Regions from separate parts of the Mus musculus genome. Here all the other regions are linked to region 1. The links are chromatin contacts, called in public Hi-C and HiChIP or PLAC-seq maps. All regions are on one chromosome and are shown on one strand. The core of a region is the stretch at or near the end of the contact, and the rest is flanking DNA. Distances in the headings are between cores, read along the strand shown. Region 1 has its middle 15 kb from the start of Gm36518. Region 2 has its middle 11 kb from the start of Med18. Region 3 overlaps Slc9a1 (solute carrier family 9 (sodium/hydrogen exchanger), member 1). Region 4 overlaps Slc9a1 (solute carrier family 9 (sodium/hydrogen exchanger), member 1). Region 5 holds the start of Wdtc1 (WD and tetratricopeptide repeats 1). Region 6 overlaps Wdtc1 (WD and tetratricopeptide repeats 1). Region 7 overlaps Eya3 (EYA transcriptional coactivator and phosphatase 3).

The links. Hi-C and Micro-C count contacts between places; a contact is called where the count stands out from the background. HiChIP or PLAC-seq counts read pairs in DNA pulled down with a chosen protein or histone mark.
Region 2: a FOXA1 HiChIP or PLAC-seq map of pancreatic cancer cells shows a contact between it and region 1. The contact joins two enhancer-like sites. A contact is called at or near these places in 1 of 39 promoter capture datasets (pre-B cells) and 2 of 115 datasets of contacts at active chromatin or transcription factors (pancreatic cancer cells and stem cell-derived neural progenitor cells).
Region 3: a contact with region 1 is called in an H3K27ac HiChIP or PLAC-seq map of large pre-B cells, with 2.8 times the contacts expected there. The contact joins two enhancer-like sites. A contact is called at or near these places in 3 of 484 Hi-C or Micro-C datasets (cortical neurons and embryonic stem cells), 3 of 115 datasets of contacts at active chromatin or transcription factors (bone marrow-derived macrophages, epiblast stem cells and large pre-B cells) and 1 of 9 other capture datasets (embryonic stem cells).
Region 4: an H3K4me3 HiChIP or PLAC-seq map of embryonic stem cells shows a contact between it and region 1, with 13 read pairs. The contact joins two enhancer-like sites. A contact is called at or near these places in 1 of 39 promoter capture datasets (the SN4741 cell line), 10 of 115 datasets of contacts at active chromatin or transcription factors (bone marrow-derived macrophages, double positive thymocytes, embryonic stem cells and 4 more) and 2 of 9 other capture datasets (adipose tissue and embryonic stem cells).
Region 5: a contact with region 1 is called in an H3K27ac HiChIP or PLAC-seq map of microglia, with 8 times the contacts expected there. The contact joins the promoter of Wdtc1 here to the enhancer-like site in region 1. A contact is called at or near these places in 5 of 39 promoter capture datasets (the 3T3-L1 cell line, liver, neural stem cells and 1 more), 4 of 484 Hi-C or Micro-C datasets (B cells, the HPC-7 cell line, bone marrow-derived macrophages and 1 more), 17 of 115 datasets of contacts at active chromatin or transcription factors (the SCID.adh cell line, T-cell acute lymphoblastic leukemia, acute myeloid leukemia and 13 more) and 4 of 9 other capture datasets (adipose tissue, embryonic stem cells, macrophages and 1 more).
Region 6: a contact with region 1 is called in a Hi-C map of B cells, with 4 times the contacts expected there. The contact joins two enhancer-like sites. A contact is called at or near these places in 4 of 39 promoter capture datasets (the C10 cell line, liver, neural stem cells and 1 more), 5 of 15 datasets of contacts at CTCF or cohesin (CD8 T cells, the NIH/3T3 cell line, embryonic stem cells and 1 more), 77 of 484 Hi-C or Micro-C datasets (B cells, the C2C12 cell line, CD4 T cells and 46 more), 20 of 115 datasets of contacts at active chromatin or transcription factors (the HPC-7 cell line, acute myeloid leukemia, astrocytes and 15 more) and 3 of 9 other capture datasets (adipose tissue, embryonic stem cells and pancreatic islet).
Region 7: a contact with region 1 is called in a FOXA1 HiChIP or PLAC-seq map of pancreatic cancer cells. The contact joins two enhancer-like sites. A contact is called at or near these places in 4 of 39 promoter capture datasets (the C10 cell line, hippocampal neurons, liver and 1 more), 1 of 15 datasets of contacts at CTCF or cohesin (the NIH/3T3 cell line) and 3 of 115 datasets of contacts at active chromatin or transcription factors (astrocytes, embryonic stem cells and pancreatic cancer cells).

The regions. Positions count from the first base shown.
Region 1 is chr4:132,943,740-132,947,124 of GRCm38.p6, reverse strand. No RefSeq gene overlaps it. Among named protein-coding and RNA genes, the nearest start is that of Gm36518, 15 kb to the left of the region's middle. Within about 2 kb of position 1,689, at least 276 of the 459 cell types and tissues checked have an H3K27ac peak or open chromatin away from gene starts, as enhancers often do. A contact at or near this core is called in B cells, the HPC-7 cell line, the SCID.adh cell line and 19 more, where this site is marked.
Region 2 is chr4:132,473,164-132,476,548 of GRCm38.p6, reverse strand. No RefSeq gene overlaps it. Among named protein-coding and RNA genes, the nearest start is that of Med18, 11 kb to the right of the region's middle. Within about 2 kb of position 1,753, at least 88 of the 459 cell types and tissues checked have an H3K27ac peak or open chromatin away from gene starts, as enhancers often do. A contact at or near this core is called in pancreatic cancer cells, where this site is marked.
Region 3 is chr4:133,411,683-133,415,067 of GRCm38.p6, reverse strand. Slc9a1 (solute carrier family 9 (sodium/hydrogen exchanger), member 1) reads right to left here. Exons shown (of 12, transcript NM_016981.3): 2 at 2,771-3,231. Among named protein-coding and RNA genes, the nearest start is that of 1700091J24Rik, 22 kb to the left of the region's middle. Within about 2 kb of position 1,722, at least 65 of the 459 cell types and tissues checked have an H3K27ac peak or open chromatin away from gene starts, as enhancers often do. A contact at or near this core is called in bone marrow-derived macrophages, where this site is marked.
Region 4 is chr4:133,378,811-133,382,195 of GRCm38.p6, reverse strand. All of the region lies in intron 1 of Slc9a1 (solute carrier family 9 (sodium/hydrogen exchanger), member 1), which reads right to left. Among named protein-coding and RNA genes, the nearest start is that of Mir5122, 11 kb to the right of the region's middle. Within about 2 kb of position 1,480, at least 71 of the 459 cell types and tissues checked have an H3K27ac peak or open chromatin away from gene starts, as enhancers often do. A contact at or near this core is called in embryonic stem cells, where this site is marked.
Region 5 is chr4:133,337,515-133,340,899 of GRCm38.p6, reverse strand. It overlaps Wdtc1 (WD and tetratricopeptide repeats 1), which reads left to right and starts at 1,585. Exons shown (of 16, transcript NM_199306.4): 1 at 1,585-1,904.
Region 6 is chr4:133,308,486-133,311,870 of GRCm38.p6, reverse strand. Wdtc1 (WD and tetratricopeptide repeats 1) reads left to right here. Exons shown (of 16, transcript NM_199306.4): 6 at 2,935-3,122. Among named protein-coding and RNA genes, the nearest start is that of Wdtc1, 29 kb to the left of the region's middle. Within about 2 kb of position 1,515, at least 5 of the 459 cell types and tissues checked have an H3K27ac peak or open chromatin away from gene starts, as enhancers often do. A contact at or near this core is called in B cells, bone marrow-derived macrophages and cortical neurons, where this site is marked.
Region 7 is chr4:132,651,268-132,654,652 of GRCm38.p6, reverse strand. The region is part of intron 1 of Eya3 (EYA transcriptional coactivator and phosphatase 3); the gene reads right to left. Among named protein-coding and RNA genes, the nearest start is that of Eya3, 14 kb to the right of the region's middle. Within about 2 kb of position 1,607, at least 99 of the 459 cell types and tissues checked have an H3K27ac peak or open chromatin away from gene starts, as enhancers often do. A contact at or near this core is called in liver and pancreatic cancer cells, where this site is marked.

The DNA of each region.
Region 1 (3,385 bases), core at 440-2,939:
CCTGTGAGCTGTGCTCTGACCTCCAGAGGAGCGAGACAGTGGTGAGGCAGAGGCCCAGACACACACACACACACACACACACACACACAGACTTTGTGACACAGCCGTGTTGTGTCAGGAGTGGCAGCCCCCCTGCTCTCTGCTCAGGAAAGGTTCCAGCAGAGTTCTCTGTCCCTGACCTTGTTAAGGACGCAGGCTTCTCCATAGGTGTGACAGGAGACACAACCCTGGACAAACAAGCTGTATGCCTGTATGCGTAGGGCAAAGGCAGCCAAGTCGCCCAGCTTGGGCTGTGTGGTTATTTGCATGACCAGCCTGGCACTTCCTTGGTGCTGGCTACAGGGACGAGTCAGCTCAGTAAACAGATCCTGTAAGGATTGCGGCAAAGCTTCCATCTGGAATCATTTGTTTGTTCCGATAAAGAACCTCTGGATCTGGATCGAATCGCGTGTCCCGTGTTCTTGTGTCCGGGAGCTCACCAGCCCTCCCCTCCCCTCTCCTCTCCCCGCTCCTCCGCCCCACTCCCACCCCCACAGCCTCTGACAGGGCATTACGTCTTCTGCTTGCACAGTGGGTGCATGCAGTTGGGAACAAGCTGGGGTTTTGAGGCCGAGAACTTGGGGCTGGGTTTCTCTATCTGAGTTTCTGAGGTCAGGCACTGAAACCTGGGTACTTGTGGCTAGGTGCTTGGACTTGCTGTCTGTATGAGCAGACAGACCTGTTCCTGCCCCTGTCTCTTCCGGGTAGCTTCACATTAATGACGCTGTTTGTCCTGCCTGTCTATCTTAGGAGATGGCAGAGGCTGAAAGGCAAGAGAACGCTCTCCCTGGCCTCTTCGCCTGCCTTCCTGGGACCCTTCCCTCTCCTCACCGGGAGGCCTGGGCGTCCTAGTCTTCCACCCCTCCCCCCAGCCATCTGCTTAAAGGACGTGGCTCCTCAGTTCTTCACAGGAAGCCACAGGCCTCTTCTGCTTCAGCAACCTCCGCTGCTGCTGGCCCAGGCCCCTTTCCAGGTCAGCTTAGTAACGCCCGGTTCTCAGCATTTCCCTGTACCGCCAGCCAAGAAGCCTGGGTGGCGGTGGCGTGTTTCTCTCTTTCTCCTCTAAAACCTTATGGCTCTGTCGGGGGGTGGGGGTGGGAGGTGCATAGGCTGTGAACTTGAAGACAGACCTGATGGCAGAGAGGGTCCTGAATTGTGGAACTAGGGGTTTGGGAAGGAGAGCAGGAGGAAGGTCCTTCAGAGACCCTGGGAATGATCACTCCAGCGTCCAGGCTTCCTGCTGCAGAGCAGAAGCCGAGGTCCATTCATTTCAGTCTCGGAAGACTGTGGTGGAGACTGCCCCAGGGAGGGCTTTTAGTAATTGCGGAGCAGCTCAAGGATAATGAGGGCTGATGAAGTCTAGCCCGGGACTACAGTGCCACCTGGTGGTCATGTTCGTACACTGCACCATGAGATTGTGGCGCCAGCCTTAGGAGGGGCTGACTGTTAAAGGGTACCAGGGCCTGGAAGGAAACTCCCTAGATAAAGGGATTTGATGAAAGGTCAGGACTAAGTCAGCTGACATGGTATGCCTGTAGTCAAGTGCTGGAGGAGCCTGCGGCCGAATTGTTGAGCCGAGGAGTTCAAGGGCAGCCTGGTCAGCACAGCAAGAACTTGACTGCAAGGTGCTGGAGAGACGGCTCAGCAGTTGCTGCTCTTCCAGCAGACAGAGTTCCATTTAGTGACTCACAGTGACCTGCAGCTCCAGCTCCGCCCTCTTCCTGCCTCCCTGGCACACACCCATCTTTAAACCTTCAAGCTAAAAACAAAGACACATCCTCTAACGTCCACACTTGGGAATGACACTCTTGGTCTGGATGAGACTCCTTTAGCACCATTTGACAGACGAGAAACCTGAGGACCAGAGATGACCTTGACATTGTCTTACAGCAAGACAGTCAGAAACCGGGGTCTGAATTTATTTTATTCTATTTTATACTTGGGATGGAGCCCAGAGTCACTGAGGTCTAATTTGGGGCTCGTCTTAAGATGTAGCTCCAGAGTAAAAAGCATTCTCTGTTAGTTTCTAGTCACCCCCTTTGTGACCAAACATGGCACTGCCCAGCACCAACCCCACTTTAGTCACCAAAGTTGGCACTACAAGATGGCTTTTCCCCAAAATAAACTCTGCTCTGAAGCAAGAGGATCTGAGAAGGCCAGGGGTTACAGAGCGTGTGCGTTTGCTCAGCAGACACTTTAGAAGAGGAAGCCCAGGGGGCTGGAGAGATGACTTCTTGGTTACAAGAGCTCCCTGGTCTTCCAGGGGACCCGTTAAGTTCCTAGACCTCACATCAGGGAGTTAACAACTGTCTGGAACTATAACTTTTCTAAACCGCACACATGCACACACTTAAAAACAAAATCTCATAACTGGGTAGTAGTGGTATACCCCATTCAATCCCAGCACTCAGGAGGTAGCTAGCATATCTCTTCGAGTTTGAGGCCAGCCTGATCTACAGAGTGAATTTCAGGATAGCCAGGGCTACATAGAGAAAGCTTGTCTCGAAAACCAAAAACAAACAAAACAAAACAAAGCCTTATAAAAAGCCAATCGCATTAGCAGAGGAAACCTCCTGGCTTTAAAGAAAGCAGATTTGGGACCCTAAAAACGCAAGGAACTTGTCAGGCTGCAACCCTGCAGCAGGGCCATGACTCAGTGGTGTGTCTGTCTGAAGGCCACTGCCAGAGACAATTCTAAAAGAGACAGATGTCACGTGGCCCTGCCGCTGCTGTGTGTCATCATGTCGTCTGGTGCTGTGTGAACGTAATAATCAAAACCCGTGAAGACAGACAAGGGTAGGGGTTATCGAAACAAATGGGGGTGAAGAGAAGGCGAACAGGAAGGAAGAGGGGGCCTCGTGGATTCACTCTGAGCTGCAAGTAGGCAGGAAGTAGGTTCCTTGTGCGGTGGGGTCCTTAGCGCCTGGTACAGTGCCTGGCGTGGATTGATCACTCAGTAAATGTCTAGGGGATGAAGGTGAAGAATTAAGCTGCATTCTGAGAGAGCAGTATGCGGCCATCGTCAGGGTAATTCAGCCTGAGGGATTGCTGGGGACTGGGACTCAAAATCCAGCAACCCCAATCAATACTCAGGAGGCCGAGGCAGGAGGAGCATCATGAGTTTGTGGCTAGCCTGGGCTACATAGTAAGACTCTGTCTCAAACACTAATTAATTATGCGGTTGGAGAGATGCCTCAGGGAGTAAGAGCACTCTCTGTGCTTCCAGAGAACCTGGGTTCAGCTCCCAACATCCATACAAAAGCTTATAGCTAGCCATCAGTACTCCAGTTCCGGGGGATCTGACATCCCCTTCTGGCCTCCTTGGCCAGTAGACACACACACACAC
Region 2 (3,385 bases), core at 504-3,003, 470 kb after region 1:
CTGAGAAAGGCCTCACTCTGTAGCCCAGGTTTGCCTGAACTTACTATGTAGCCCAGGCTGGCCTGAAGCATATGTTGATTATCACGTCTCAGTCCTTCAAATGGTGAGATTGCAGGCATGAGTCACCACGGCAGTTCAGATTGAGTAATAGCTACTGAGTAAGAGCTGATGGCTTTACATTCTCAAGGGTGAGGATTTCCGGACGGTGAGGGCATTAGAACATGGCAGAAGGCACGGGAAAGAGACAGGGCTTTGGTGGAAGGAGAGAGAGGAGGGGGCAATCCTGTTGTTTATAAGGAAGCCAGTCCTGTAATAACAAGGGCATTCCTGGGTCTGCTCACAAGAGCAGAGCACCGTGACTCAATCACTTCAGGAGTTTCACAGTTCACTGGCATTGACCTTGGGATTGTTCCCAACATACAAACTTCTCAGGACACACTTAAATTACAACACATCTGCTTGCCTTCTTAGTCAACACACTACCCCCCCCTCTCAGCAGGGTTTCTCTGTGTAGCCCTTCCTGTTCTGGAACTTGTTCTGTAGACTAGACGGAGCTGTCCTTGGTCTCAGAGAGATCAGCCTGCTTCTACCTCCTGAGTGTTGGGACTGAGGGAGTAGCTACCACTGCCTGGGGTATTTCTTTTTTATAATGGCAGGTGTGATCCCAAATAGGGCCCGCCTAGATTTTCCAGGATAATGTCCCTCCCTTGTCACCATTTCTTCAATTCATTTGCAAAGTGATGAGAGATGTTGACTTGGATATCTTTGCGGACCATTTTTCAGAGGCCACAGCTCCTTATTAGCAGTTTCTTTCTCAACTAGCCATGAAGACACGAGGCTGTCCTCCCAGGTCTTAGGAATTAGGAGCCTGAGGCCAGAGGATGATGAATTTGTGTCCAGCCTGGGCTACATGGTAACATACTAACTCCTAAAGGTTTTGGATTTTTTTTTTTTTTTGGTTCTTTTGAGACAGAGTCTCATGTAGCCCAGGTTAGTCTCTAACTCACTACATAGCTGAGGCTAGCCTTAGGCCCAATATCTTCTTGCCTCCATCTCCCAAGTGTTGCAATACTTCAATCCTAGGGATTAAATCCAATGACCAAAATGCTTGGAGTGACATAACTGGCTTGCGGCGGGGGTCTATGCTCGGTTTGGGTTGCTTTTCTATGGTTTCTGGATAAAACATTCTACCATAATATGAACCTTACCTTGCAAGACAGTGCAGGTTCCCAGTAGAATTGGGGAAGATGAGTTTTACCATAGGATTCTAATATCAACTTACAGAGAATGCTCTCTACTTTAGAAATCCACCTGCCTCAACCTCCCAAGTGCTGGGATTAAAGGTGTGTGCCACCACCGCCCGGCTGAAAATTTTCATTCTTTATCATTAAATGACAATTTTTCAAGGTGAGCATTCTCTATAGTAAGAAGTTCATGTCTGAAGGAGATAAAGACAGGTTCCCAGGGCCTCAAAGGTCAAACCAAGCTTCTCCTTGAGAGTAGCTCCCCACTTTCAGCACATTCCTTTATCGTGACATTAGCTCTGGGCCTTCCTTAGACAAGAATAACAAGCAAGAGCCACATACAGCGTTGGTACCCCAGTTCAGTCATTCATGACGCCCCAGTGACCAGAGTTCACAGTCTGTGCTTGGCACCCAGACAGGGCTTTGACAGGCAATGTGTTTGTTAGACACAATGTCCTTTCAGCTTGCAACCAAACAGCCTCAGCCTGCTGGCTGTGACCAGCAGAGCAAGTCCAGGCTGAGTCATTGCTACGTAGTTTCACAACCTGTTTGACCACTAGGCCATAGAGGCTAGGCAGGATTCTGGGTGCTTGATCCTTTAGCTCTCCAGGACAAAACTGTAGATCCTCATGCAAGAGGAGGTTGGTTCAGTCAAACCCACCCCATCTTCATAGAAGTTTCTTCAAATCTCCGAAGCTCTCTCTCCCTTTGCCTTGAAGTACAATCTTCAGAAAGGAGAAGCTGTAGCAAGCCCTCGTTCCTCACCTGCAAAACGGGAACTAGGTATGGATTTTTATTATTGCATAGTACGTATACCATATACTACAACCTTTATGGCAACCCCGCAAGACTGACGTCACTCTTTAAGTTGACAAATGAAAATATTGGGATAAGAGTTGTTATGTCACTAACTGAAATCACACAGGTAATTGCAGGGTCAAGAATCCACCCAGGTCTACACAACTAAAGAAATGATACTGCCCTGGGCTTTGTAATGACTTCTAGGCCAGCCTGGGCTACACAGCGAGATCTTGTCTTGTTTCCATTAACCTGACAACCTGAGTTTGATCCCTGGGAGCCACATGCTAGAACTGACTCCCACAGTTGTCCTCAGACCAAGGCATACACTCCCCAACACAGATGCGATAAACTGTAATAAAAAGTATTTATATACACACACACACACATACACACACACACATACACATACATAACATAATACAAATAGGTGGGTGGTGATGAGGCATGCATGCCTTTAATCCTAGCACTCAAAAGGCAGAATCAGGCAGACCTCCAGGCCAGCCTGGTCTATATGGTAAGATCTAAGACAGCCAGAGCTACACAGAGAAACCCTGTCTTGAAAATTCAAGAAAAATTAAAATAATAAATAAATAAATATGCACATATATGTTACTGTATTACATATGATTTTTACATTTTATTTATATATATATATATATATATATATATATATATATATATATATATATATATATATATATATATCATATATATATATGTTACAAATAGGAGTCACGGGTGGTAGTAATCCTTGTACTTGGGAGACCAACCTGGGCTACAAAGTGAGCCTCTCTCGAAAAAGCCTCCAAAACTGAAAACGAAGAGATTGTGCTGAGAAGAAAGCAGGAAGAGGCCTGTGTGTTGCTGAGGGCTTGCTGTTTTGCAGAGTCAGAGTGAGCCCTTTATCTCAGCGGGGCTTGGTTTCTCCGTCCTTCCGTAGAGTCTGAAGCATCTGAAGACATTGTTCTCACTCCAGTCTACAGCCTGTAATTTTGGGTTAGAAGGATTTTTCCCCCCCGAAGTCGCACCTTGAACAGGATCCGCCATCTTGCAGTTTGTTCCTGGCCTCCCTTCAGGGGAAGAGCAGATAACAGAGATGACGGATCCACACTGCTTCCAGTTCTTGCTTGTAGCGTTTTGTTTTGTTGAGGTTTTTGTTTGTTTGTTTTTTGTTTTTTACAGTTCCTATGAGCCACATCTGCACCTGCACCATTAAGATGGCCAGAATGCTGGCACCGCAGTCTCTGTACGTGACACTGGGCTAGGTGTGTCGCACGGGGTTTCCTGTTCATCTTGGCTGGGCCTTAGAGGTTGCCTGGCTGTGGGAGATGGAGCTGGTG
Region 3 (3,385 bases), core at 473-2,972, 470 kb before region 1:
GCACACATGGCCTCATTTTCCCGTGCTTCAGTTTTCCACAAGGTGGGGGACAATTGGGGTGCTCACATCACAGGGCTGTCATAAGAACTAAGTAAAGCACTCAGCATGATTGGGACTCCCTGTGGTACTCTCCTTCAGCACAAGTTTAGACAGTAAACCAGGACAGGACCAGTCAATCTCTGAAAGTAACTGGGGCCAGGTCATATGTGACCTGGGATCCACCAAGTAGGACCGAGAAATCTCCATTTAAACAAGCTGCCTGGTTACAATGGGCAGCCAGGCTCACATGCTGTGGAGCTGGAGGCCCTGGAATGGGCCACAGCCTGCACATGGTGGGCACAATCTCTACTGGGATGCAGGTCAAGAACCTATGCCCTTGGTAGAGGGAGGCTCAGGCAGGCCCAAAACCTATTCCTTCAGTTTCTGAGGGACTGACTGGCACGGCTGCTCTCAGTCTAATCAAGTCTAGCCCTAGAGAGCTCTGCCAGAAACCAGCTTTGGGGGAGGGGAGATGTTCCAGGCCTGGAAAGAAGGGGCAACAGGCAGGAAAGAGTGAGAGGACAGAGCTGATGCCAGGCAGCTCAGGTGCAGCCTCACTGTCTGGGGCATTCACACCTGAACTAAGCTCTAGAAAAGGCCCAATTTGCCAGGCAATCGTAGCACACACCTTTAATCCTAGCAAGAGGTAGGCAAATCTCTGAGTTTGAAGCTGGCTTGGCCTACAGAGCTAGTTCCAGGAGAGTCAGGGCTACACACACACACACACACACACACACACACACACACACACACAGAAAACCAAACAAACAAAAATAAAAACAGAAAGAAAGAAGGAAAGGCCGGGCAGTGGTGGTGCATGCCTTTAATCCCAGCACTCAGGAGGCAGAGGCAAGCAGATCTCTGTGAGGGCAGCCTGGTCTACAGAGTGAATTCCAGGACAGCCAGGACAGCCGGGAGGGCGACACAGAGAAACCCTATCTTGGACAAAGGCCCACTATGGGCTGCAGAAAGGGTGGCTGCTAGGCACTGGCTAGGCACCAGTGGATCACAGCTTTCTGGGACCCAGGCTGGACCTCAGCAGCAGTGTGTTCCGCCATCGGCTAACCTCAGTCCAGCTTGGGGATGCTCATGAGTGACCACAGGCTATGCCATGAGTCACAGGAACGGTACTGAGGCTGGGTCCTCTTTTCTCGCTTGGAGCTATCGTCAGTGACATGATAATTGAAAAAGAAAAGCAATGTGGTGTAGGCCTGTGGGGGTCATGTGACCCCAGCAGTCACGTGAGCTCTTCAGCTAAGAACCTCCTGATGCCTCCACTTCAAGAGTGCCATCGTCCTGCTTGGTTTGTTTTGCAGGGGTCATCTTTCCACAAGCTAGAATCACCCAGGGAGAAGACCTACTCCTTCAGACTGCCTGTGGCCAATGCCATGGGGCATGTTCTTGATGAGGGAGAACCCAGCTCTGGCCAGGTGGTCCTGAGCAAGCTAATAAGCAACACTCCTCCAGGATTTCGGCTTCAGCTCCTACCTCCAGGTTCCTGCCTCGAGTTCCTGACTCCCCTCAGCGACGGCACATGACTTGACTGAAAGCTAAATCCACCCTTTCCTCCTCAGGCTGCTTCTGGTCATGGTGTTCTGCCACAGCAACAGAAACCATAACAAAGCTACAGAGTCACTGTGCAAACCAGATAGGGTAGCAGGCATCCAAACCGGGAGCGTCTGAGCATCAGCCACGTGACCAGCCCAGCGCTGCTCACGGTCAGGAGACTGCATAGATCTTATACACAGATGGAGTTATCAACTCCATGCAAGCACACCATTGTTTCCTGTACGTCAACCTGAATGCATAGCCAGACTCAGCTGGGGGATGGTTCAAATTAGGCACCCACACTTCAGGTGCACACGTACAAGCTGGATTCCAACAGGAATCCCAGGAAACCCCACCTGGCCTTTGGACAACAGCACTACCACTCGGTCACTTGAAGTCTGTCAAAGGAGGGGCCTGGAAGAGGAAGAATTTCTCACTTAAAGTCACAGGAAACCAAGTAGTCAGCTGGGTAGTCAGGCAGCGGTGATGCACACACCATTAGCCCCAACACTCAGGAGGCAAAGGCAGGCAGATCTCTGAGTTTGAGGCCAGCCTGGTCTCAGAAGGAAGTCCCAGGACAGCCACGGCTACACAGAGAAACACCGTCTTAAAACAAAAAAGCAAGAAACCAAAAACCAACCAACCAAACGAATGAACAAACAACAACAAAACCACACAGTCAGCCCAGACCTACTAATTTCACTTCCCACATCCTAGAGGTTTGGGGGGACCGAGTCCTTTTCATTTCCTTTGCCCAGAACCCTGCACATACCAATTCTTAAACAGCCAACACAAGAGCTAAAAGCCTCCTCAGAGATTAAATGGGCTATGAACAGAAGCAGGAAGAAGCCCAGTGGCTGGGCAACACAGTATCAAATGCAAGCTAGCCAGGAAGCAAATGACCTGCTAGGCCAGCAGCTCAGGTCCTAGAGGGCATAGACTGGCCAAGCATACTGCCTCAAAGCTCAGTTCCGCCGCACTCTAGTAAGCTAACTTCTGTGGGTTGTTTCTAGTTCTGTAAGGTAAGAAAATACGTCTCTCCTCGGGTTATCCATGTTCCAGTGCTCAGAGCAGTGCCTGACAGAAAGCATGGAGGGACCCTGGCCATCTTTATTAGCACTAGTGGAAGGATAAGGCATTGCCTGTGCCCCATGTGCGTGTGGTGTGACCCCTGCCCCCTCACCACAGTGACGGCATCGTTGAGCAGGGACTCCCCGAAGACAAGGATGTGTAGCAGTTCGTTGATGTGGATCTCCTCGAAGACGGCCAGCACAGCCACAGGGTCCACGGCAGAGATGATGCTGCCAAAGAGCAGGGTGTCCAGCAGGCCAATGTTGTTGATCTGCTCGCCGCCCACCAGGCACACGGCGTACAGGAGGCCACCCAGGAAGAACGCATTCCACAGTGTGCCCACCACAGCAAAGATCAGGATGGTGCCCAGGTTCTCCGTGAACTGCCGCAGAGGCAGGAAGTAGCCTGCATCCAGGATGATGGGTGGCAGCAGGAAGAGGAAGAAGACGTCTGATTGCAGGAAGGGGGGCGTCTCTCCGACGCCCTTGATCAGGCCCCCCACCAGCAGCCCCACTACGATCAGCAGGCAGCTCTCCGGGACGATGCTTGAGATGGTGGGGATCACATGGAAACCTGTGAAGGGCGAGAGAACGGGAGGCCGTGGGCTTTTCAGGGGAGCCAGAAGAACAGAAGGTTGGGGACAGGACTGGGGACCAGGAAAGCAGCTGGCGAGAGGTGCACAGGCTTGGTCTCAGAAGGCCGCTCTGTTAACTCTCTGAGCTCGGGT
Region 4 (3,385 bases), core at 231-2,730, 440 kb before region 1:
CACTGACTGCTCTTCTGTAGGTCCTGAGTTCAAATCCCAGCAACCACCCGTAATGAAATCTGATGCTTCTTCTGGGGTGTCTGAAGACAGCTACAGTGTATTTACATATATATAACAAATAAATAAAGCTTAAAAAAAAAAAAGAGCTCATAACCTCGGGCTAGAGAGATGGCTCAGAGGTTAAGAGCACTGACTGCTCCCCTAGAGGTCCTGAGTTCAATTCCCAGCAACCACATGGTGGCTCACAAGCATCTGTAACAGAATCTGATGCCCTCTTCTGGTGTGTCTGAGGAGAGTGACAGTGTACTCATATACATAAAATAAAGAAATCTTTCTTTAAAAAAATTCACGTCATTAATCCCAGAACTCTGGAGGCAGGGGCAGATGGACCTCTGTGAAGTTTGAGGCTAGCCTGGTCTACAGAGCGAGTTCATAGTCTCACTCCACTCCCAGTTTGCTCTCCCTGCTTCCTGTGGGTGGTCGAACATGTGATCTTTCAGCTGCCTGCCTGCTGCCATTCTTCCCTCTGGAATGAGAAGCCAAAATAAACTTTCTTCTACAGGTCAATTTTTAATGATTTGTTTACCTGTGTGTTTTTATGTATATGCAGAGGGCATTGGAGCACATGGGACACAGTTGTAAATGGTAGTAAGCCACCACATGGGTGCTGAGGATTGGACTCCAGCCTCCTCTAGACGTCACTTTTGATCATGGTGTTTGATCACAGCAATAGAAAGTAACTGACACGCCTGCCTTGCAGAAAAGGCCTGGCCTGCACCTCCTCTGACGCCAGCAGTGCTATGGCAGCACATACTTGTAACCCTTCCCTGATGGGTAGTAGAACCAGGAGGATCGGGAGTTCAAGGTCATCGGTCCTGTCTCAAAACAAGAAGAAACCGGCCAGTACTACAGTGAATGACAGTGCAGTCTAGAATAGGAGCCCAGATGTTTAAGCAGTGCTGAGGACTCTGCAGCAGGAATGCACACACGCAGAACGGAGCATGCTGCACACAGGAAACCAGACCAGGGCTCTTTTTGAGTATGCTCAGTGCAATACAGAGGGCTCTGGAGAAACTCTGGGCTTATTACACATTCACCTTTGAGTTAATTTTTAGTGTTATGTTTATAAACCTACTGTTACCAAATGTATCAAGTTTCATGACCATATCCAGTTGCTCAACCCATAGTTTGAGAGTGTGTGCCCTGCACCACTTCTCCAGACCATCTCCTCTCAGACCTGCACCACCTCTCCAGACCACTTTTTTTCATCTCCCCTTAGGTTCGAGCATCAACCAACACCACACAGTGCCCTGCTGTGCCTCCTCCCTTATACACTGTCTTAGTTCTAGGAACCGATGGTTTAATCGCAGAGCCCATACATGAGAACTCTGTGCTCTTCAGCCTGAGAACTACGGGAGCCCTGACCCACCCCCAGAGGATGGACCTTGTAGACTTTACCCTCCAAGTGTTTGAGTCCCCCAAGGCCTCAGCGGAGCAGGGGCCCAACAGAGCTTTTCACATTAAAATGAAAGAGAACTAAAGGCCCAAGAGAGCAAATGACTTAGGTAGGAAAGAGACAAAGCTGGTTCTAGGGCTCAAGTCCCAGTTCACAGCCTAGAGCCACAAAATGACTTCATGAAAACTAAATCTGCCCTCCATCGCACGTAAGTCCACACAGCATGGAGAGTTTCCAGAAAAGATGCATAGTACAGCCGACATCAGGAACATCTGGGGAACTGAATGCCAGTGGCCAGAGAGCTAGGAGACTTTCATTGTTTACTTTAACTCCCTCCTAGACTGTTGCTGAATTTTACTATGCTGGTCTTATTTTATTTATTTATGTAAAAATAAATCTGGCACAGAAGGAAGAGTCGGGTCCCAGTCCACACCCAGTCCACATGCACAAAGAGAAGCCATAACTAAGCCTGTTCAGGTATGACTATAAACTAACAAGATGCTGTTTTATGTGGTTATGGCCACTGGTCTCATTAATTCAGTCACAGTGCAGTTTATGGCTTGAGGAATCTTCTCAGAAAAAGCCTAATTCAATTAAGAGCTCTCAGCAGCTCCCTGTGGAAGTTATGGTATCTCACTTTTACTCACACACAGAGGGCAGACCAGACAGACGCAGATCCTCCCAGATACACCCCACCCAGCCCAGCGCAGATGCCCTTGCAGAGCAAAGAAGGCTGTGCCCACAGTGGCACTCAGATGCCGACACCATGCATGAGTGTCACTTTCCATTAACAGCTAGCCTGCCACCTAGGAGCTGGGAACTTCCCTTCCCCTCCTCTCTGGGCAACCTGGTTTCTAGTCTACCCCAATCTCTGTATGGACCCCTTTTCCACATGGAAGTCAGGTACGTCTTCCTTCCTTCCTTCCTTCCTTCCTTCCTTCCTTCCTTCCTTCCTTCCTTCCTTCCTTCCTTCCTTCCCCCATTCATTCCCCAATATTTACAGAGGCCTTTCCTTGTGCCAGAAGCAAACAGATAAGAAAGTAAATACAGAGTATTACAGCTCATTTAAAATCTGTCCAGCAAGGTTCCTAGCTTTTACTGGTACCATATCAAGAAAGAAAGAAAGAAAGAAAGAAAGAAAGAAAGAAAGAAAGAAAGAAAGAAAGAAAGAAAGAAAGAAAGAAAGAAAGAAAGAAAGAAAGAAAGAAAGAAAGAAAGAAAGAAAGAAAGAAAGACAAGCGGGAGGGGGGACAGAGACAAAGAAAGGAGGTAGAATGAGAGGGCAGGGGTGGAAGGGATAGCAGAAGGAAGCAAGCACACAGGCCCTGCCTTCCAGGGGCTCCCATGCTCGCCCACATGGACGGACGGGGTCAGCCTCTAGTACAGCACGTTGCTCTGCTTTCGTTCCCTCCAAGGTTCCACTCAGGTCCCACCTCACCTCCTCTACCACTGCAGCTCTCAGGGACTGCCCACTCCCTCTCAACTTGCCCTCTGCCAAGAGTCTGCCCAGCCCTCAGACACATCACATCTATTATGTCTTGTCTCATCTCGTCCAGCCCTGAGCACACTGCGAGCGCCTGCTGAACAGGGCCCAGTTTTACTTTTTCTAGTGCATGGAGGAGTGCAAGCTAAGAGCCTGCAGGCAGACTACCACGGCTGTCTCTCCTGCCTCCTTTTCTTCAGGCTAGCCAGCACAAAAGACACAGCCTTCCCAAGCCTTACCCTGCATGCAGCAAAGGCTACACAAGTGGTGCTGGCTACTGACTGGGTTTGGTAAACTTCTGGGCTCTGTCACACATAAAGCTGTGATGTCAGACAGACTCCTCTCATTACAGAAGAGCCACTCTAGTTTGAGAGGCCTGGGAAGGAACAGAACTCCTCACCCTAGCCCTCAGTCAGAACACCAGAGGACATGTATTTACAGGAATT
Region 5 (3,385 bases), core at 336-2,835, 390 kb before region 1:
TGAGTATTCTGTCTCTCCGTGTCTCTGTCTCTGTCTCTGTCTCTCCATACAGCTAAGCAGGAAAGGTCAGGAGGCATGCCCCACAACCTTTCTAGAAGATGAAGACTGACCTGAATTCACAAGAGAAAGAAATCACAAGTGGTCCGAACAGAAATGAGCAAAGACCAGACACTTATGGGAAGAGAAACTTAGGACCAGCACTCTTTTAAAGATTTGTTTATTTTTATGTATATGAGTACACTGTAGCTGTACAGATGGTTATGAACCCTCATGTAGTTGCTGGGAATTGAATTTAGGACCTTAGCTCACTCCAGTCAGCCCTGCTAGCTCCAGCCCAAAGATTCATTTATTATAAATAAGTACAATGTAACTGTCTTAGAGGCACCAGAAGAGGGCATCATATCTCATTATGGATGGTTATGAGCCACCAAGTGGTTGCTGGGATTTGAACTGAGGACCTTCGGAAGAGCAGTCAGTGCTCTTAACCGCTGAGCCATCTCTCCAACCCTGGACCAGCACTCTTAAGTGCTAAATGTTTGTACTTAGTCTCCAGCACTGCCTGGTTTCATTCCTTGTTTTCTAACCAGTTGTGTGACCCTGGGCTAGCATCTTTTTAACTACTTTATGCTTGTTTCTTCTTTTTAAAAACATAGGAACAATTGTATCTATCAAAGAGAGCATGCCCAATACAGTGAAAATAAAAGTGTTATTACTTAGACGTTGGCATACTGTGTATCTGCCACTCTAAGAGAAGAGAAATGTAAGGTGATTGCTTTTGAGTTGAAGCTCCTGGTCTCTCTCCCTTAAGTTATCTTTACTGCCACCTTTGTCACCTTGGAACTCCCTTAGAGAGGAGGGTGTCTCCGTTCTGACTTGGAGCTTGAAAGTCAGAAGAGCAATTACTTGGCTAGTATTAGATAGACCTTGTCTGCCATCGATCTGGGTTCCTAGAGCTCCCAGGTCACTCAACATAGGACCTTTTCCTTCCAGCACCTGAAGATTCGAGCATGGAACCTGTAACTTCAGCAGCCCCCTAGAGCAAGGAGCAGGCTGAGGCTTTGCTCTGGGAGGACTCAGGGTCTTAGCCTTAGGTGTCCCCTAATTTACAGCATCAAAAGCAATTTTGATGAGCTCTTAGCCCTTGGAGGGTCTGTACTGGACCTGGGAGAACATGTGGAATTGGGACTCAGAAAAGGTGTAGTGGGATGGGAGGTGCGTCCAGGTAACTAATGGTAACCGGGCGGGGCAAGTCCACGCCGCAGGACCTCTGCGATGGCGAAAAACTACGACTCCCATGATACTCCAGAGCTGAGCCCCGCTTTTCCGCCCGCCCACTGGCTGCCGTTCCCGCGAGCGGTGAAGCCGATTGGCCCCGGCGAAGTGGGGGGCTCCCCCGCTAGCAGGTTAGTGGGCGCCACCGGCAGCAGACGTTGACCGGGCGCGCGATGGAGGGGGGGTGAGGGTGGCAGAGAGGACTAGGGCCCGCGCTCACTATTCAGGAAACTGCCGAGCGCCATCGCCGTAGCGTAGCCGCGGACCGTGAGACGCGGGGCCGGCGCGGAGACTGCGTGGCGCAGGCGCAGTGCGGGACTTCTCCTGGGTCCCCAGACAGCTGGAGGAGATAAACAGAGGAGGAGGGAGGGGAGTGCGTGTGTGAGAGCGCGCGAGGGAGTGTGAGTGTGTGTGAGCGCGGGTGTGAGGCGGTGCGCAGGGGCGGGCGGAGGCGCTGTCCGGCCCCGGCCAGGCGCCGGGCGGGGAGCATGGGAAGAGGCTAGAGCTGCCCGGGTCCCCAGCCCCCTTCCCGGGATCCGCACCCCTGCTCCCGGGAGAGGGGCCGGGCCCCCCCGGACCGACATGGGCTCCTGAAGTTGCTCCGCTGCTGGTCCTGGGAAGAGACCTGACAGGTACGGGTCGCCGCCGCCCCATCCCCGCCGCAGATGTCGAGTCGGGGACCGGCTCCCAGAGCCCCGGCTCCGGGGCCGTCCGCTCTGGGCCGGCTCCCTGCTTGGGGGCCTGAGCCCGATCGCCTCGGGACTCCGGGGTGTCCCGGGAAGGGGTCAGGCCTCGGCGGCGAGGAAGGGCAGAAAGGGCCGGGGAAGGGAGGCTAGAAGAGGACTGGCTGGGAGGTCGGGGGAGGGGGTGGGGGAAGGCTGTAGGAGTCCCGCAGGCTCCACCGGGGCAGAGGTAGAAGTCGTCCTATCACGGGACTTTTATTTATTTATTTTTTGCGGAGTTTTTGACATCTGATCTGGCGCCGATCGCACTCAGGAAGAAAGGGGCAGGTGGAAGTTTCAAGAGGTCAATGACCTGGTCTGCTCTTTCCGTGTCTCTCTGCCTCTCTTTCCCTCTCTTGCTCTCTGTTTCTGTCACCCCATACTCCTTTTCTTTCTTTCTCTCCTTCTCCTTCCTCTCTCTCTCTCTCTCTCTCTCTCTCTCTATAGAGAGAGAGAGAGAGAGAGAGAGAGAGAGAGAGAGAGAGAGAGAAAGAGAGTGAGTTTTCAGGCTTCTGGCAGTCGCAGATGCCTTCAGTGGCTCATCCTGGCACCAAACTGAACTTTGCCAAGGTGTTTGCATCATCGACTGTAGCGCTAAGTACAAAGGGTCTCTGCTTGGGAGTGGGCTATTAGTACCCACTTCAAAGGGTAAATAAGAATCGGTAGAGATAAACTGCAAACCCGCAGGATCTCTTTCTGAAAAGCTTTAGTGGAGCGTCCCGTCCCACGCCCCACCCCCCACCCCCCATCCCAAGCCCGGTGATTGGAGTTTCTTGGCGACTTATGGTTTGCTCTCCGCTGCAGGTGCATTACCAGGACTAATAAGAATTAAAAAAAAAAAAGTATGAGGGTTTACATGCGATTTATCTGAGCAGTACAGACGATTTATCTTAGCAGCTGAGTGTGACTAATTTCTTGTGAATGTCTCTGGTGTTCTTAAATCTCTTGAGGTAAATGTGTTGGTGGAGCAACTTGAAAGTTTTCTCAAGTTTGAGTTTAGAAGCTGAGTACTGTGACTGTAGCTTTTCCATTCCTTCCAAGGATGGGGTGGATGATCGGGATAAAGTGTCAGATAAGCATTTTTTTTTTCATGTGTGGGTTTTAAAACAAAGTTTCATGTAGCTCAGGCAGGCCTTGAAATCATCTTGTAATTCATGCTGGCTATAAACTATTTTCCTGCCTCCAAGTCCCAAGTACAGGGATTAAGTGGTATAATGCTATTTCCCTTGGCCCTAAAGTTGTTTTGTTTTGTTTTGTATTTTGGAGATAGGCTTTCTCTATGTAGCCCTGGCTGCCCTTGTATTCACTCTGTAGACCAGGCTGGCCTCAGACTCAGAGATCTGCCTGCCTCTGCCTCCTGAGTGCTGGGATTAAAGGCATGTGCCACCATA
Region 6 (3,385 bases), core at 266-2,765, 360 kb before region 1:
ATCAACCTGGATGGAGATTTGGGAAGTCTGATGCCAGGGGCTTTAGCCCTCAGATTTAACCATAGTTTAATCTGGAAAAAAAGTTTCCTGGTATAATACAATCCCTGGTGTACATGGACATTGTAATTACATTGAAACTCGACTTGGGGTACATGCCATTTCTTCCAAGAGGATGGGTTGGTTCTCGGCTACCTACACTAGCTTAAGGGCCTAAGCAGTGCTCTGACCTGGTCTTAGTCATACAAATAGCATAGGGCTTTTTTAGGCTATTAGCCACCTCTGGTCCTGGTTGCGGGGCCTTGGGGAGGCCCTGGCTGTGAGGGTCATTTAGACTACTAGCCACCTCTTGTCCTGATTGTAGTAGCTTAACATGACCTGGCCCAACAGATAACACAAGATGAAAGAACAGGTTTTACATCTTTGCTTGGAAGGACAATCCTGCATGCTTATCATTCGTTGTTTCTTTGGAGATCTGTGGGTGCAGAGCCTTGGTGCCCCACTCCCAGAAGCAGGGTTTTTGCACTGAGGTGACCTGTCGCTGGGCACATTGGATCTGAAGTGACCTGTGAGGAAAGGGCTTGTCAGCCCTGCCGTTGTATATTTATTTATATCTGTGGGCCCACGAGTGTGCGGCTGTCTCCTTAAGAGCAGTGACTCTACCTGAAACCAGAGCCACCTCAGGGAGCTCTGAGCCTCATCACCCTGAGTTCTGCCTCACTCCCTCTCTCTCACCTCTGCGGGTGAGTGCCTGGGATTGTTCTAGAAGCAGAACAACTGGAGCTTGGTTTGTGGTTCTGATGTGTGGGAAAGACGCTGCAGTACGTCTGTGGTCACCTTCCAAGATTATATTTTGACAGTAGTTGTTCACAACCTTCTAGTGTTTTTAGTGTTAAGATTTTATTTATTTTATGTATATGAGTACACTGTAGCTGTACAGATGGTTGTGAACCTTCATGTGGTTGTTGGGAATTGAATTTAGGACCTCTGCTCTCTCTGGTCGGCCTCGCTTGCTTAATCCCTGCTTGCTCTGGCCCAAAGATTTATTATTATAAATAAAGACAAGTACACTGTACCTGTCTTCAGACACACCAGAAGAGGGTGTCAGATCTCATTACAGATGTTTGTGAGCCACCATGTGGTTGCTAGGATTTGAACTCAGGACCTTCAGAAGAGCAGCCGTCCCTCTTACCTGCTAAGCCATCTCACCAGCCCAGTTTTGGTGGTTTAAATAAAACACCTCTTTTTCTTTTTTGTTTTTGGTGGTGGTGGTAGGTTTTTTGTTTTTGGTTTTGTTTTGTTTGTTTGTTTGTTTGTTTGTTTGTTTGGGATAGGATTTCACTGTGCAACAGTTTTGGCTGTCCTGGAACTTGCTTTGTAAAGACTAAGCTGGCCTTGAACACACAGAGATCTGCTTGGCTCTGCCTCCTGAGTGCTGGGATTAAAGGGGTGCACCACCACCACCCACTAAAAATACATTTTCAGCAATGTATTATGATATAGGTGTGTGATATGGGACGGGGGAATGTGAGGAAGCCAAAGGACAGCTTGGTGGAGTTGATCCTCTCCTTCCTTTTTATGGGACCCCAGGCTTGATTTCAAGTCACCAGGCTTGTGTGGCAAGTGCCATCACCCACTGCACTCTTTCCAGTTTGTTTAAGAAAAGCCTCCTTTTCCATGGACTTAGTGAAAACACTGCCTCTGGGCATTCATCATATTCCGTCCAGGCGCTCCCCCTGGTGGCAGCTGCGGCACATTGCAAGCAAGGCAGCACTGAGGGCTTACTTCACCTATTTTTGCTGTGGCTGGAATCTATGCTGCCTCCAGACAAGAATAAAGATTGAGGCATGCCCCTAAAAATAAGTTTATATATTCCTATTTCTAAGTGACAAAGCAGAAGAGCATTTTTGTTTTCTCTTCCAAATAAAAATCAAAAGGGAGAGCTGGGATATAGCTCTGTGGTAGAGCAGCTGCCTGCCTTTCTCCATGCCAGTATCTGATCTGTCTTCAGTACAGGGAAGGAAGGAGGGGAGATAGACAAACAGACACACACAAAGGGACAGGGAGGGAGAGAGGTTTTCTTCGTGTCATCTGGAATGTTACGTTCTTCACTTGACTGGGGTGATGGTAGTAGTCTTATAGTGGCCAGCCCTTCTCCACAGCCCAACATCTGCACTCTTCCCACTGTTTGCTCTATAAGGAGTATTTGGCTGAACATTTTTTGCCTAGATCCCATTTTCTCTTTTGGATCCTTTGGATCTTTCATAGAATTAGGAGTTTAGGTCAAAAGATGGGAATTGCTTTTTAATCCAAACCTGGATGGCCGGACATGTGGATGAACTGAGATGTAGGTGGGTGGGTGGGTGGGTGGATATATAAAGCCCCAGTCTGGGTTTGAACAGCCTTGCGGTGTTCTGAAACTCAGTGGTTGGTTGCTTGCTCTGCTTTATTTTGGTGCTAGAATTGAACCTAGAACATCAAGGATGTCACACATGTGGTCTGCCAGTAAGCTATGCCCTTAGCCATGACCCTTAAAGGTTTCTCCTTCTCCTATGCTCAGGATTAAACTTTGGTTTTTACACATACTAAGTGGGTGCTCACCTCGAAGAGACACACCCAGCCCCTAATTTGGGAATTCTTAGTAAGGGATAGCGAGAATTATCATCCACTCAGTTCCTATCTGGAGAGGAGTCAGAAAAAAGGGCTCCTTAGGCAGCGCAGCTCGGCGTGCATGGTGACCACTCCGACTGCACGAAGTGCAGATCCTGACTGAACTTCTGTGCTGATCGGCTGCTGCTCGATAGCCAGGCTCACTTTGGTGAGCTCTTACAAACTTAGTGATACGAGAGGGAGAAGGCGCGCTGACACCCAGGCCATTCTCCTTCAGTAGCCAGCTCTCTCCTATCTCCTGCCAATCATTTGATCTCTTGTGAGCAGTTCCTGCCTCATGCTGGAGACCGCATTTTGATCACGGGGGCAGCTGACTCCAAGGTGCACGTCCACGACCTTACGGTAAAGGAGACGATCCACATGTTTGGAGACCACACAAACCGGGTGAAGCGCATTGCCACGGCGCCCATGTGGCCTAACACGTTCTGGAGCGCCGCAGAGGATGGGCTTATCCGGTAAGGATCTCTGCATGAAATTACTGTATGTGCTCCGCTTCAGTGGCTCTGCTGCAATGCTTCCTTCCACCTGGTCTTTCCCCCAGCAGACAGGAAGTGGGTCTCCTCCCTGTTCCAGTGTCCTGTGTGTTTGCCTGTTTGCCCTGTTCCCTTCAGACACGGATGGCATTATTACCCTTCTTTCTTTTTCCCTTTGGGGTACTGGGAGTCAAACTCATGGCCTCTTACATCCCAGATAAATTTTCTACCACTGAGCTAAGTGA
Region 7 (3,385 bases), core at 358-2,857, 290 kb after region 1:
GACAGTTTCCATATTTCAGAGAAAAGAACTTTGAAAACTCAGGTTTAATATTTTTAAGTAACTGGTCAATTATCATTAGTAATTTCCATCATTTTAAAACAAAAGCTGGGTGTGGTGGCACACATCTGTAATTCCAGCATTCAAGAGGCTGAGGCAGGGGAATTACAGCAACTCTGAGGACAGCCTCAGCTATACAGGGAAATACTGTCTCAAACAAAAATCAAAGGAAACAAAAACAATACCACCAAAACCAAATCAAATCAGAGTAGCTTACAAAGAAACAACGCTGTTCATTTCAGAACCTCCTCAATCCTGGCGAGTGTATTGGGGACACTTGCCAATTCATACTCTAACACATCTGTGAATAGATATGTGAATAGCCATCAATTATATTATACCTAAGTACTATTGCTATCAATAGAGAATTCTTCCTTCTAATAATTTTTAAGTTGAAATATAAGTCTGCTAATAGAAAGATTCAAGTATTTTTTACATTTTCAGCATTTTTTTTAATGTGCTACAACTTGTATTCTTTTCTTTTTTTCCTTTTCTTTCTTGTGATTCTAGAGAGCAAAGCAAGGGCCTCACACAGACTAAGTACTCTACAGTCTACCACTGAGCATATAACAGCTCAGCCATAAAGCTTCTAACATTACGTCACCCCAACTTTTTTTTTAATTGACACAGGCTACATAATAGAAAGTCACACTCACTAGCAACCGAGGAAGCTGTATAACATAAACACAATTCTTGTTTCCACTCTGAGTAACGAGAGTACAGAATTGTTGCAAACATCTTAGAATTCTTATTCCCATGGATTAGTTGTAGTTTGTACATATTTTTACCATTAGTGAAACCTGACAATATTCTGTGGTAAGATGCAGATTTAAAAACACCAAATAATAACAGCTATGATACAGAAGTGAAAAGATTTCAGTGCTATGAAAATGAGCATAGTAAGAATGCAGTTACTAGCTGATGAAGTTACAAACATGCTGGGTTAGTCTTTTAGTTTAAATACCTTTCAAGCACTTGAGCAATAAAGTCTCAATAACTTCCAAGTTTCCGTTCTCACTCCTAGTTTCTAAATACACTTGCTTTATCATCTTGTCTGAAGATGAGAACTCGTTAGTATTCATATGCCTTCATGGAAATATGAACATAAGTAACATATGGGTTTAATGGGTTATATTTAGGATATATATGTACATACAAATATACATGCATGTAATAGCAATTAATGAAAAAAGAAGCTATAACTTTGAAGAAGAGGAGAGAGGGAAATACAGGAAGGTTTGGGAGAAATGTGAAATTAAACTGCAATCTCAAAAAAATATATCAAGAAGAAAAATAGTATTTCCTAAGAGTTCACATTTCTCTACACTGTCAATGAAAAAGCTAAAAACTGGTTTGATTCAAAGAAGCTGACAGTTCTGTTCTTCTGACAGTTCTGTTCTTTTGTCAACTTTTTCAGGAGGTTGGGGGGGGGGGGCGGAGAGCCCTCACAATGTTGCCCAGGCTTGCCAAGAAATCCTGCTCTCAAGTGACAGCTCTCTGCTGAGTCACCTCTCCCGTGCCAACATCATTTCCTCTGTTTATTCTGCAGGGACACTGGGTTTGTGCGGTGCACATGTGGAGCTCAGAGGACAGCCGCAGCAGTCAGCCCTCTCCTTCCACCATGTGGGTTCTGGGGATTCCATTCAGGCCACCAGGCTTGGCAACAGTGCTGTTACCAGCTGAGCCATGAGTCCTGGAACACCCAACTTTAGAATACTATTGTAGTTTCATATGGTCATAAACAAAGCCAAATCTTTGTATAATAGCACAACTACTTTTATTTTCATGGCTAAGAAGTTAGAAAGTAGATAATTAGTAATAAATACTTTATACTTCAAATTTCTAGATTCCTACTTCATAATCTTTCTTTTGTAGCTGAATCAAAGCATTATTTATCTTGTGATCCCTATGGTCCTAAGAACTTAGTCTATTTCAATGTGCTATGCTACTGCAGAAAGGGGAATTAAGTATATATTTATATATACTGTGCCTATGTAAAAGTATGTATGCATCACTCTTGATTACAACTTCAAGAGACGTGTATAAATAATGCAAGATACCTGAGTATATTATATACAGCAAAGGAATTTACAGGCAGTTAGGTGGGCACAGAAGTATTCAAAGATTAACACAGTTCCTTTTTTTTCCAGGACAGGTTTCTCTGTGAATATCTGGCCATCCTAACGTGCTCTTACCAGTGACTAACAGTGGGTGATGCAAAGGAGGAATCTGGATTTTATACATTAGCTTTCAAATAAGTAAATAAAGGCTTGTTCCAATACTTATATATTTCTTCCTGAAAATTAGACAAAAAAATGGCAATAATAACGATTGTGAGGAAGAATGGAGGCTGTAAAAACTGAACATCTCAGCACCAGCTAGAGATAGAGAGGACAAGGGCAGGGTGAGAGAGCGAGTGCATTCCTTTCACCGCCTCACTCAGCTCTCGCTCTATCCTAAGACACAGGCAGCATCTTGGAGTCACCAGATTTAAACAACCTGCCAAAGACCAACTGAATGATGTTACTGTAGGTTAAAGTAGAAATCCGCTATAAAGACCAAGAGGATAGTGATAATGGCTGCACATGATTAAAATACTTGGTATGTCCATTCTCTCTCTCTCTCTCTCTCTCTCTCTCTCTCTCTCTCTCTCTCTCACACACACACACACACACATACACACACACACACACACACACACACACACACACACACAGAGCAGACTAGAAAGACAAACTTATGATCAAACCTAAAAAGTATTTACAATATGAAATAAACAGCTGGGTGCTGTGAAACACAGCTTTAATCCCAGCAATGGGGATGCAGCTAGCTATGAGGCTAGCCTGGTCTATATAGTGAGTTCCACACCAGTCAGAGCTACAGAGACAAACTAGTGTGTGAAACAGTGAGAAGAGCTGATTATCAGTGCGTAGAGAACATTCACCTCACGTGCTATCATTAATTACAAATACATGAAGAACCAAGCTTTCAAAACTTTGAGAGGAAAAACAGAGTTCCACAGTATTCCACCTTTATCCATAAAGAGAGAAATTTATGAGCAACGGAAGAAAACAGAAGAGAGAGATTAACAAATCCTGTTGTATAAAATAAACTGTCTTAAAAATAAAAAACCCTAAAAGTTACCTGGGTTAAGAAGATAAATCAGAGCTCGGAGTGACGGCGCACACCTTTAGTCCCAGTACTCAGGAGGCAGAGGCAGGTAGATCTCTGAGTTTGAGGCCAGCCTGGTCTACAGAGATTCAAGGTAGCCAGGGCTACACTGAGAAACTGTCTCAAAAGACTTAACAAGACAAATCAAAACAAACAA